Linked DNA regions of Mus musculus: region 2 is linked to region 1. A link is a contact called in public HiCAR-type data. All regions are on one chromosome and are shown on one strand. The core of a region is the stretch at or near the end of the contact, and the rest is flanking DNA. Distances in the headings are between cores, read along the strand shown. Region 1 holds the start of B430319G15Rik (RIKEN cDNA B430319G15 gene). Region 2 overlaps Slc9a9 (solute carrier family 9 (sodium/hydrogen exchanger), member 9).

Region 1 (5,998 bases), core at 2,836-5,335:
TAAAGTTCTAGAACATAAATCTAAAAAAAAAAAAAAAAAAGTGTCTCCATTCCATTTGGCCAAAATAAAGATACTTTGTTTTTAACTACATAAACAGTATTTACACCAAAGTATATATCTAGTTAGAGGCAAGTATTGTGTTTCAAAAATTGCAGAAATCACTGGCAACATCTAAAATGAAAACCAGGCCTCTGGCATGCCCACAGCCAGCTGCTACTGTCCCAAATGTGGCTCCTTCCAAGAGAGGAGCAATCTGCATGTGTTACAGCTTCAGTAAGAATGTCATCCTCTATGGCAAGGACCAGCACAGGGCAAGCCGGTAAACATTTTAAGACTGCGTAGTCAATTCCATCTGTGGGGAACGACTCAGCTCTGCCTGGGAGCGCTCGAGCCACCACAGACAATATGTCAGCACATGAATGCGACTGCAGCCAATACAGCTCCGAGTTCATAAAGTTTTCACAGGCTATGATATATGACTCGCCTTCTGATCTTTTCCATCTATCCTAAATTGTGGAGTCTGGTTGCTGAAAGGCCATATGAAGCACAAAGCTGGGTCTGACCTTGTGGGTTTGGCCTGTGGTTTGCATTCTGTCCCTGGCTGAGGGGCATATTGGCCTTCAGTCAGTCTTGCACGTAAGCCACCATATGCATAACCTACGAACAGCATGCTTTCCCTGGTAAACAACCATCGCTCTAAGTCACTGAAGCCCAGTTGCTATTTCTTTCCCAAATACCCAAAAGTCCAACAGAACAATACCAAGGGCAGGTAGGGCATGGAGAAAACAGAAAGAGTGCAGAAGGAGAACGGGCTCCTCTTATAGTTCCCAGTGGCCTTGTGGGGGGGGTATGAAACACCCCAAATCTCAACTCTGGTCCTATAGCTGATTGTGCCATACAAGCACCTGATGAGAATAGTGAATGCACTGTCTCGGATCAAGAGAAATCAAGGAGGGTGGGGGGGAACACAAGCTATGGAAAGGAGCTGCTAACAACAGCTCAGAAATACAGACCTGGCTGACAGGGCACGCTTAAATCTTGGTAGCAAGGGTCCCCGAGTGAGAAAGAACACGGAGACAAGTTAGCTGAAGGCCTGGAAGAAGCGCACCTACTAACCTCAATGGCTGCATGCTGCTTTTCCTAATTCTTAAAAGAGACCTTAAGCTTTACAAAATAAACGGTGAATCTTTTTTGTGGTAAATGGGCCAGGTGTGCATTCTGAAGACTGTGAAACTCTGCTTCACAAAGTCTAAGTCATTAAATTATAAGCACAAAGCAAAACAGGTTTGAGCTGCAGAAACTGGCCGTATTATAAAAGAAAGGAAAGCAAACACAGAAGAGAGCAAGTGCGGGCTCTCCCAGGTCTCAGACTGGGGAGAAGAGCAGGAAAGGCAGAGTCCCGAGATGGTGCTTCCCGCCTTCCCTTCCCACAGCCTCTCTGGGGACTCACTGTCTCCCTCTCCGCCCTGTAAATTGCTGGTTTGCATCAGCAGATAGGGGACAAGCCTTCTCTTCCTTCCTCGAACGCAGCATAGCAAATTAAAGAGCTTATAAATGAACATCATTGAAAAATGCTGGTCTTAACAGAAATGTCTGAAACCATCTCTTTCAATTTTGCTCCAGACTTGGGTTTGGCCCAATGGAGTCCATAAAATAGTCAAGATACCTCTAAAAGCACTCACTAGTTTGGATCCAGGACTAGCATCCGGACTGCAAAGACTTGGCAGGAAAGCCCTCTCCCACTTCTCTCATCTAGAAGGCATGGAGTACAGAAAGAAGCATCAACGTTAGAACCTGACTGACGACCTCTGCCTGGGAAAAGCTCCAGGAAAGAAAAGTTTGATAAATGCTGCGAGGACAAATGGGGACAAATGATTTTAACCGAAATCTTTTCGATAGTCTCTCTGAGCCTGGACTACTAGGGCTGCCAAAAGACATCCAGGGCAGCACACAGCAGACCTTTCAGTTGCTGTAACAAGCAGGACTTTCCCAAGTGTTGAACTCACAGCCAAAGCCAGGAAATTTATTCCAGAAGCACACTCACCGTCACAATGGAAAACTGCTAGAAGAAAAATGGCTTTTAAACAACTAAAACCTGCCATCCCAACTACTCAGGAAGCTGAAGTAGGAGGCTCACGTGAGCCCAGAAGTTCCAGAAAACTCTCAAAACTAAATGGAAGGGCAGAGTAGGACCTATAATCCCGCTGATAGCATTGTAATGTCACATTGCCTCTAGGACACCTATTTATCTTGTGCAGTGATTCTCAAGCCTGGATCATCTGCCTCTCAAGAGGCTGGCCTTTTGCTGAAGCCTTCTTTTGTTCCCTCTTTCATAGCTGGGCGCCACTGCCATCTAGTAGGTAGAGGTCAAGGAAAAAGCTAGACTTGCAATTCCTACAAAGGGGGTATGGCTCAAATTATCAAGAGGGCCCATTCCTTTTATGTGGGAGAGTGAGCACACACTGGTGGGGGGGGGGTTGCATGTGAAGGCATGAAGACAGTCTCAGGAGTCATCCCTCGGGTACCAGCCACCACCTCTTTTTGACACAGGATCTCATTAGCCAAGCAAGCTTTGCCAAGCAGGCTACACTAGGTAGCCAGTCAGCTCCAGGGATCTGCCTACAGTCTATTTCATCCTCAATGGGGTTATAAGCACAGGCCACCAGGCCTAGCTATTAAGTAGACCCTGGGGATCCAGAACTCAGGTCCTCACACTTTTGGTACAAGTACTTTACTAACTGAGCCATCTCCCCAGCTCTGAATATTCTTTTTACTGACCAGCTGGAACACATTGACAAATAATGGGGGGGGGGGGGGTTGTCACAGGTGATCTGCACTCTTGAAAGCCCACTCATCTAGACAACTTAGACCTGAAAGATTATTTATGTAGTAATATCCATGTAGTAATTTCCAGTTATACTACTTCAGGGATAAAACTTACCACAGCTGATAATAAATCTGACCAAATAACCAAACAATGCATCTTTTGCATCTATTAGCTTACCACAGAACATGTGAAACCATCTATCTGTGTGTGTAACCAGAATGGCTACTCCTCACTTGGCTCCATTAATGCAGAAACATTTCCAACATTTAGCTCATAACTGAACTCTGGGCCCACCTACCACCACAGAAACCATGTCTCAGATATTAACCATAGGCTTTATATGAAAAACATTCGTATCTCAAATCCCCTGCCTTAGATATTACAATCCCTTAAAATTTAACATCCAATTCCATGAAATGTAAAAGCTTGCACAGGGAAGTTTTTGTTGTTTTTTTTGTTTGTTTGGGTTTTTTGTTTTGTTTTGTTTTGTTTGTTTGTTTGTTTTTAACCTCAAATTTAAAGGTAGCAGCCTGGCATGGATATACTCTGTAAACAAGTGAGAAGTCGCATCGAGGTGGCATAAAATAGACAGAAGCTGAAGCCAAACTCTAAAATTAGCAAATCCTGGCGGTTATTTTTACTTATCAATAAAAGCTTTTGGTGTTTTAACAAAGACCGTTTTCAGAGTAAAGTCTTATATTCTGTCTCTATTCTCATTTATCTGTGTGATTTTTCTAGTACTATGCTGAAAGAAATACCTTTGATATGAGATAAAAGTTACTTCAAAATCAGAATACTCATACAGGTTCAGATTTCCCTGTGACTGCAGCCAACAAAGCGAGCACTGTTCCACAGAACCAGGTGCTTCTGAGTCCTTAAGTTTCACCTATTGCGCCATGAGAAAGACAAAAACCGATGGTTACAGGGTCCAACTGGACTTGTGCCAAGTGTTACCCTCTGAATTGGAATTCCAAGGTAGAAATGTTTGCTCCTCGCCTTAGTTTCCAGAGGAAAAGAATCTAATTAGTTACTATAGAATGCAAAATTAGCGCATCCACCCACTCATCACCAGAGTGCATCGGGTCATTTAAACGCAAGGCTCAGTTCCAGGGAGCTGAGCCCAGGGCCCAGAAGTAGAAAGGACCAAAGAACTCCCCTGCGCGATACAGCAGCGCTGCAAGTCCCGTTGAGACAAATAGGCGGCGGGGCTCTCCTCTGGCTGAACCCAGAAAGTTTTGTTCACACGAACTTGCCTCCAACTACTAGCTTTAGCTCAGCTTCCGAACACCGGCCAGGGCCAGGGCTCAGGGACGCCCCAAAGTGTAACGGAAGGAGGAGTGGGTGGGAGCACACTGGGTCCGATCGTAGCCGGGTCCCGAGCGCTGCGTGTAGACAGAGGCAGGATGGCAAGCTGCTTCCCGGGGCGCAGGAAAGGAGGTCCCTGCCAATCTCAAAGCAGGGAGCCCCGCGGCTAGGTCCCGCAGGGATGGAGCAAGCAAAGAGGAAACATGCCCAGTTCTCTCTAGACCGCCGGTGGAAACCAGCAAGCAGAGCTCACCTGCAGGGATGCGCCCGGGCGTCTCCTCCGCCACGCCCAGGCCGGCCGCCCAGGAGAGCAGGGCGAGCATGGGCATCAGCCGCCCCGGCCTCGCTCCGCGGTCCCCCATCCGCCCCTGAACCCGGGAGCCGAAGGCCTGTGGCGAGGACTTCTCGCGAGACGCTGAGACCCCGAAGAGCGCAGGACCAGACGTGAGCCCGGGGCTGGAGCGGAGGGCGGACTGGGAGGACTGCGTGGGTACCGAAGAGCACGGAGAGGATTGAGCGGACTTCGGCGGAGTCCGAGCGCAAGGAGCGGACGACGGAACCGGAGGCGCCCGCGGCGCGGGCTTAAGAGCAGCCAAGGAGGGCGGGGCCAGGGCCGGGGGCGGGGCGCTGCTCCGGGACCCCGCGTCCCGGGCTATCCCGGCTGCACCCCCACCCTCCGAGTCGCCTACGCCTACGTGCACCGCCTCACGCCGGGGCTCCAGGGAGCTTGCTTGTGGAACGTGCGCCCCTCTGCTCTCCCGGGGTTCCAGAAGCTTCCTCGGCACGCCCTGGCTAGACCTTCTTTCTCTACTGAACCCGGCGCTCCCGGAGGTGAGTGGTGACTGCGAGGGCTTCAGTCTGCTTGGCTGAGTAGGCGCTTGTCACACTCCCAGCTGTTCCTTCTGAACTTCGCCATCACCGTGTCAAGGAAGGCCATGCTTTGATTTTAGTCTGTAAACAGAAACTTTTCATTGTCCGGTGAACATCTCTGCCGCTGCTGGTGCCAGGAGAGCCATAGACTCTTTCCAGTAATGAAGCTTGTAAACCCGACGGAGTCCAAGCCCAGCTTGGGCAACCTGAGGCTGTGCTTTAACAAGATCGCCCTGCCAGGCACATGGAAAATTACTTCCGAAGATGTAGAGGAGCCATTCCTGGTCTCCTGGGAGCTACCTCCACTGCTTTGGGTTTTGATTAGTATGTCTATGCAAAGTCATTTGTCCTCTGGTTTTTACACTTTTAGTCCCAGGATTTAAACTGAGTTGTGCAGGGGTGAAAGTTTTGACAACTTTGTCTCACACACTCCGTGTATGCTTAAAAATGAAGAAAGAATCAAATTGACCGCGTTCAAGAAGCTCGTAGTTAAATCTTCCTGCAATGGGAGGAGAAAGGAAATACTCGTTCTAAGTCTGATTTTTTAAAGTTAAAATTACTCAAAGTTTATGATCACAGGTTTTGTAAAATTGGCATAAATTCAAGAGGAATACTAGCTAGCAGATTGAAAGCAGGTGGGAAAATGTGTAAATATTAGGAGTGTGACATTTAAAGGAAAAAATAATCATGAGACTGAGCCAGTCCTTGCTGTTTTGAAGGTCTTGGTGTGTCTGTCCTCCTCCCTCTTTTTAATAAAGGAAAATTGGGGAAACTTCAGACATGAGTAGAAATAGTCAAAGAAATGGAAACTGTGATTGCAGAAGAATGGAGTAAGGAAGAATGAAGTGAAACTTTTTTTTCTCTGAAGAGGGTCAGCTAAGAAGTGGATTCTTTTACAGTGTGGGTGGCAGGTGCAGCGTCATGAATCCAAGCAGGGGCAAGTAGAATCAGCCCTCAGAAGAAGGGCTGGTCATTTGGCTAAATATGTTTCCAGAA
Region 2 (5,305 bases), core at 1,380-3,879, 2.2 Mb before region 1:
ATCCGAAGATACATCATGTAACAGATTGGTATATAAAGGCTATAAACAGAGAAAGGCAACGAACAGCACAAGTGGGGCTCAAGGCTCTGAGGCAAGCTGTAATTTGGAGTTCTCCAGGACAGAGATACCACTCTGAGATGGCTGGCCTATGGGAACTCTTGATATCAAAGCATCAGACGAGTTGGAATTCGCAGGATAAATGAGAACCAATCCCTGGACCCCTCCATGCAGAGACCTGCTCAGTCACCAGATATAGGCCCCATGGGCCAGGGCGTTCCAAGCCACAAGGGAAGCAAGACACTTTCATGAATTCAATAACATCTGGTAGCAAGTAACTTAAAATAATTTTAAATACCAAAATGAGTGAAGATATGTTAAAAAGCAGAACTCAGGACCCGCATGCATTTTCAATACCTTTCGATTTTAAAGGAGACTCGGATGACCTTGTGCACACAGCCACAGGACACAACTGTGATGGTTCATGGATATGCTTATCTTTCTTCTAGCGTGCTTAGCTTTGGTGTGAACCCCAGAAGTAAGAGGAAGGGAAAACTGAGAATACTTAATGAGACTATGCCACGGCACTAATCAAGTGAGTGAGTTTGGTCTTCGTTTCCAGCTTCCCAGACAGAGTCTCATTTCATTTCCCCATTTGCACTCTGTGTCTACCAGCTAGTGGCTTCAGAGGAGTAATGAATTTGGAGATTTCTGACTGCTATGGATCCGAATCTAAATGAAAGAAAATGCTTGTGGACCAGGGGTTGGAGACCCATACGTAAAACACTCTCAAATCCACTGGTAATGATTTTGAACTCTCTTCACTCGAAGATGAAGAAAGTCAAGATACTTTTATAAACAGGACCAAACATCAAATGGCTACTGGGAATAGAAATTTGGATGATCTCCAAGTGGTATAATTTGATAATGACTGTGCAAATATTGTCTATACACACTTGATTTGGCAGATCTAATCTGAGAATTTGTTTTTTCCAAGTAGGCTTGTATGCATGTGGCTCCCACAGAGCAATAGAAGATGGTGGGATAGACCATGGCCTGGTTAGTACATGGTGACATATTGCACAGCTGACACTTGAAGTGACGATTGGGAAAGCTAAAGAAACAGCCTATAAATGGATAAAGTTGCTTTTAACCATTCATCAGCTCCCAAGGATGAAGGGCAGAGCTGCACGCCTGGCATATGAGACTGAAACTGCGAAGGACTCACACATGCCATCCCTATTTGTCCAGACATGTCAACTGTTTTCAGGTGGGATCTAGGTCTGAATTCCAGCTGAATCCAGGTAGAAGTGATACCTACTCCTTCCATGTGGCTCCTACATCTTTGCTAACCTCTCTTTTCCCTTTCTCCCCTAGTCCCTACATTGTAACCTCCCTACCCACCTTGCTTTCCATCTCTACACTGCTGAACTCCCATCTGCTTCTCTATAGCTGCAAAACGAGGCCAACAGAAAAGTCACTGAATAAAAGCATCAACAGCCCAACATATACTTTGAATCTTTTAAATGCCGAGTCATATGGCTGTCTCACTTACTCAAATAATACAGTGTTTTATTCTCCCCACCATCACCCCCCCCCCCTTTTAAAAAGGTAAGTCCCTTGAGATTAGTTTGCAGAGACATCGAAGTTGAGCTGTGTAAAAGGAAAACATTGTCGGGTTGCAGTTACTAAAGCCAGCTCAAGGGACGGTTGGTGCTAAAGGAGGTGGCTCTGACAGAATGAGACAGACAGCACTTCACTCAACAAGGATTTGCTTAAAATAAACTGGGCAGATGGCAGAGAGGATTAGTGGGGCTTAAGGTTGAAATAGAGAGGTAAAAATGAAAGAAAAAAAGAAGAGACCTATGTTTTTACACCTGGTTGAGTGACAGCCAGTGTGGCTGTGAAGCGGCTGACTCGGTGGGGGTGGGAAGGTCAGGACCCCTCAGGCCTCCTGGGCCCTGGCTCACTGAGCCCGGCTGTCTGCAACACTTGGAGTTGTGTACTTGATGGAAAGGTCAGAGCCAAGGAGAAACACTCCAGAATCATCCGTGCAGCAGGGTCTCTGGGGAGTAAGTGTCATGGGAAAAACGGGTAGAGGACAAGGCTGGGATGGGGCTTAAGGCGGGGGCTATGGGGGTGGGGGGAGACAGTGAGAGAGAGAGAGAGACAGAGACTGACAGACAGAGGGAGGAAACAGGTAGAGGACAAGGCTGGGATAGGGGTTAGTAGGGGACAGGAGACGGTAAGAGAGAGAGAGACAGAGACTGACAGAAATACAGAGACAGAATGAGAGAGAGACAGACAGACAGGGAGAGATGAACAGAGACAGACAGAGACTGACAGAGACAGAGAAGAGAGAGACAGAAGGAAACATAGAGGGACAGTCAGAGAAAAAGACTGACTGAAACACAGAGACAGAGATACAGGCCGAAGGAAAGATAGCTAGAGGGAGAGACAGACAGACACAGAAACACAGAGACAGAGATGACTGAGAGGCAGACAAAGAGCTCAGCTGCAGAAGAGCCCAATAAAGAATTACAGAACGTTGCTGCTGCTGGATGCAGGTGCCAGCATCAGTGACAGATGCACAGGGAGGCTGGAGCTTTGTGTACATAACCTTGTTCTCAGAATAATTTCTGAGCACCACATCTGGGACACATTTTTCCCAGTTAGTCACCGTCTATGTGAAATTCAATCACTTCAGACAGGGACAAGAATGCAAACCTCCAAAATGAGCTGTGTTTTGCTTATGACTGATCTCTCGAGATCTCCCGAGATGGGCTGGGAAGGGACCAACCTGCCCCACCCTACCCAGATGCTGGTTCCTGGAGCAGCAGCCATGGTTTGGAGGCACTGCTGATCCTTTTCGTTTGCCTTCAGTGGAGAAGTGGGGACAGGGGTTATAGAAGAAGTATGTGCTGAGAAAGCAGGCACAGTGGGCTCCAGGCCCCTCTCTCCTGGGAGTGGGTGTCTTTAGGGACCTGGCAAGTAGGGACTAGATATAAAGGAGGGGTGAAGGGGAGGAAAATAAAGGGACAAAGATGGCAAGCAGGAAAGAGGGAGAAAAATGGAGGCTGAACAGGGGAGTGAAGCAAAGTTAAGAGATTGACAGAGCTTCAGGAGAAAATTAAGTGGTCCAGGCATTGGAGCACGTCAGTGATAACGACTGCCTTTCAATCGGGACATCTCGACTGTGGCTTGGCCACACTAAGGGATGATTATTCATGCAGAAAACACTCTTACGTTTCTTCAGATTTTTATGCAGAGCCCTTAAATCTTAAATGTATTGGTCACTTGTCAGAGTAAGGAGGTGCTTTACATACAGAACGGTCAGAGGCAGGCATTTTTAGAGGAGCTACATCATTTTATGGGAGGCAATGGGAGTGGGAGTTTACCCTGTGCCTGCTCATCTCCTGCCAGGGTTCAGCTTCCCTTCCTACCCTAGATCAGCTTCCCTTCCTGCCTGAGCAGCTTGCCTTCACATGTACTACACTCTGTAAGGCTGTCTTAGGCTTTTATTGAGTGTAAAACCTGGGGCAGCCAAGGCATACATGTCAAGTCCTGATCACTTGGGGGCAGCACAGGGCTGGAAAATCCTAAGCTACAACCATTCTTTATTTTATTTCTGGTCTTAATTCTTCTTCAGGATTCTTTTTATGGGGATGGTGATCTTTTAGATAGGGCTATGCAGTCCTGGGGAATTTGGTATTTGCTATGTAAGCCAGGTTGATCTCAAATTTGTAGCAATCCACCTATGTCAAACTACTAAGTGCTGGCAGGCATGTAACCCACCCAGCTTACATCTGGAAAATGTAAGTGATGTGTGTTTGGTTGAAGTCCATCTTCATCTCAACCAGGAAGCAAGTCAGACAGGACAGTCAGTGTCCTCCCCTTCTCGGACACATTCTTTCATTTTGAAATATGTTTTAGTAAACAATTATCAGTAGCGTGCATTGTCTACATTGTAGGAATTCAGTAAAGATCCATTTGAATCCCAGTGTCTACTTTTGAAATCAATTTTGACATCAATTATCCATATTAATGAGCATGTGGATCTTGGCTAGTGTTGAAACTGTCTTGGAACATCCTATTGGATGACTGGATCAGGATCTGGGAATTTTGTTCTCTGATAGTTGGGTTGATTTCTATCTTCCACCAACACAAAATACTGAGGTAGAAATCCTTGTGCTTAAGCCTTTGTGCAGTCTTAAAAGCCTTTCTAGAAGTGGACTGCTAAACAGTAAATGACACAGACTATCTCTACAGATGCTGCTATGGCCACACCCACTTATACTTACACAGGGGATTCTTAGATTATTTTCTTATATTCTAGCCAACACTTTGTATTGATAATTTCCTAATTTGTTGGCAATCTGATTGATACTAAACATCGCATCATTAGCTTTGTTTCCTATTACTAATGAAATAAGTATATTTATTTTGCTTGCTGGCCTTTGATCATATCTTTTACGGGACATTCCTGGTCATCCAGTTTAGTTTTCCTTATTGACTTGTTAATTCCCAGAATCAGGTTACAATTCTGTTTTGTATCTTATATTTCAAATACATTCTTCTAGTTCTATTATCCCCTTCAATGGTTTGTGTTTTTAACATTGTTGACAGTCTCATAACTATAATGTGAAATTTGTGCATTTTTTATATTATTTGAGTTATAGTGATTGTTTTATTTTTTCCATATTGCAACTATATTTTCTCCTCAATTTCACCGTTTTTGTATTTTTATTGTACAATTAGTACTTTGATTCATATGAAATATGTATGTTATTGATATGAAATAGGTACTCACTCATTTTCTTTCTGCAATTGTCCCAGGGAAGGACCTGGTTTTAAGTAGTTCATCCTTTCCCCCAATGATTACTGTTGGCTTTGTGGCTACTGCCTAATGCTTTTCCAAAGATACAGGAGGCATTTATTTCAATAAATATTTTATGCCTGCTATCAGAAAGATGGCCCACTTAGTGCTTCAGAATGTAGGGAAAGTTTTAAAGAGATGCTCTTCACTAAAATGTCCCTCATATGAGTGACAGTTTAAAAGGAACACAAATATCAAACACAAGTCTCTTCCACTACACTGGAGTTTTTAAATATCTGAGAAAAGGTGTAAAATTAAGTAAAAATAGGAAGGTGCAAAGTTTTAGAGTCTGCCTAAACTCCCTATAAATATACATATAGTAATATAGTCCAGATATCTAGACATTTCCATGGTGGTTTATAATTGTAGAATTATTTGGATTTTTTCCTTTCAAAATTTTTCAGTCTATCCAAAATGGACATTTTATGATAT

Evidence for each region. HiCAR-type assays count read pairs that join an accessible place to other places.
Region 2: a HiCAR-type map of fibro-adipogenic progenitors shows a contact between it and region 1, with 5 times the contacts expected there. The contact joins the enhancer-like site here to the promoter of B430319G15Rik in region 1. A contact is called at or near these places in 5 of 39 promoter capture datasets (the 3T3-L1 cell line, the C10 cell line, cranial neural crest and 2 more) and 3 of 115 datasets of contacts at active chromatin or transcription factors (embryonic forebrain, embryonic limb bud and fibro-adipogenic progenitors).

The regions. Positions count from the first base shown.
Region 1 is chr9:92,540,956-92,546,953 of GRCm38.p6, reverse strand. B430319G15Rik (RIKEN cDNA B430319G15 gene) reads left to right here and starts at 4,085. Exons shown (of 1, transcript NR_029474.1): 1 at 4,085-5,998. Plod2 (procollagen lysine, 2-oxoglutarate 5-dioxygenase 2) reads right to left here and starts at 4,731. Exons shown (of 19, transcript NM_011961.3): 1 at 4,386-4,731. The coding sequence starts at 4,494.
Region 2 is chr9:94,698,920-94,704,224 of GRCm38.p6, reverse strand. All of the region lies in intron 2 of Slc9a9 (solute carrier family 9 (sodium/hydrogen exchanger), member 9), which reads right to left. Among named protein-coding and RNA genes, the nearest start is that of Slc9a9, 32 kb to the right of the region's middle. Within about 2 kb of position 2,629, at least 56 of the 459 cell types and tissues checked have an H3K27ac peak or open chromatin away from gene starts, as enhancers often do. A contact at or near this core is called in fibro-adipogenic progenitors, where this site is marked.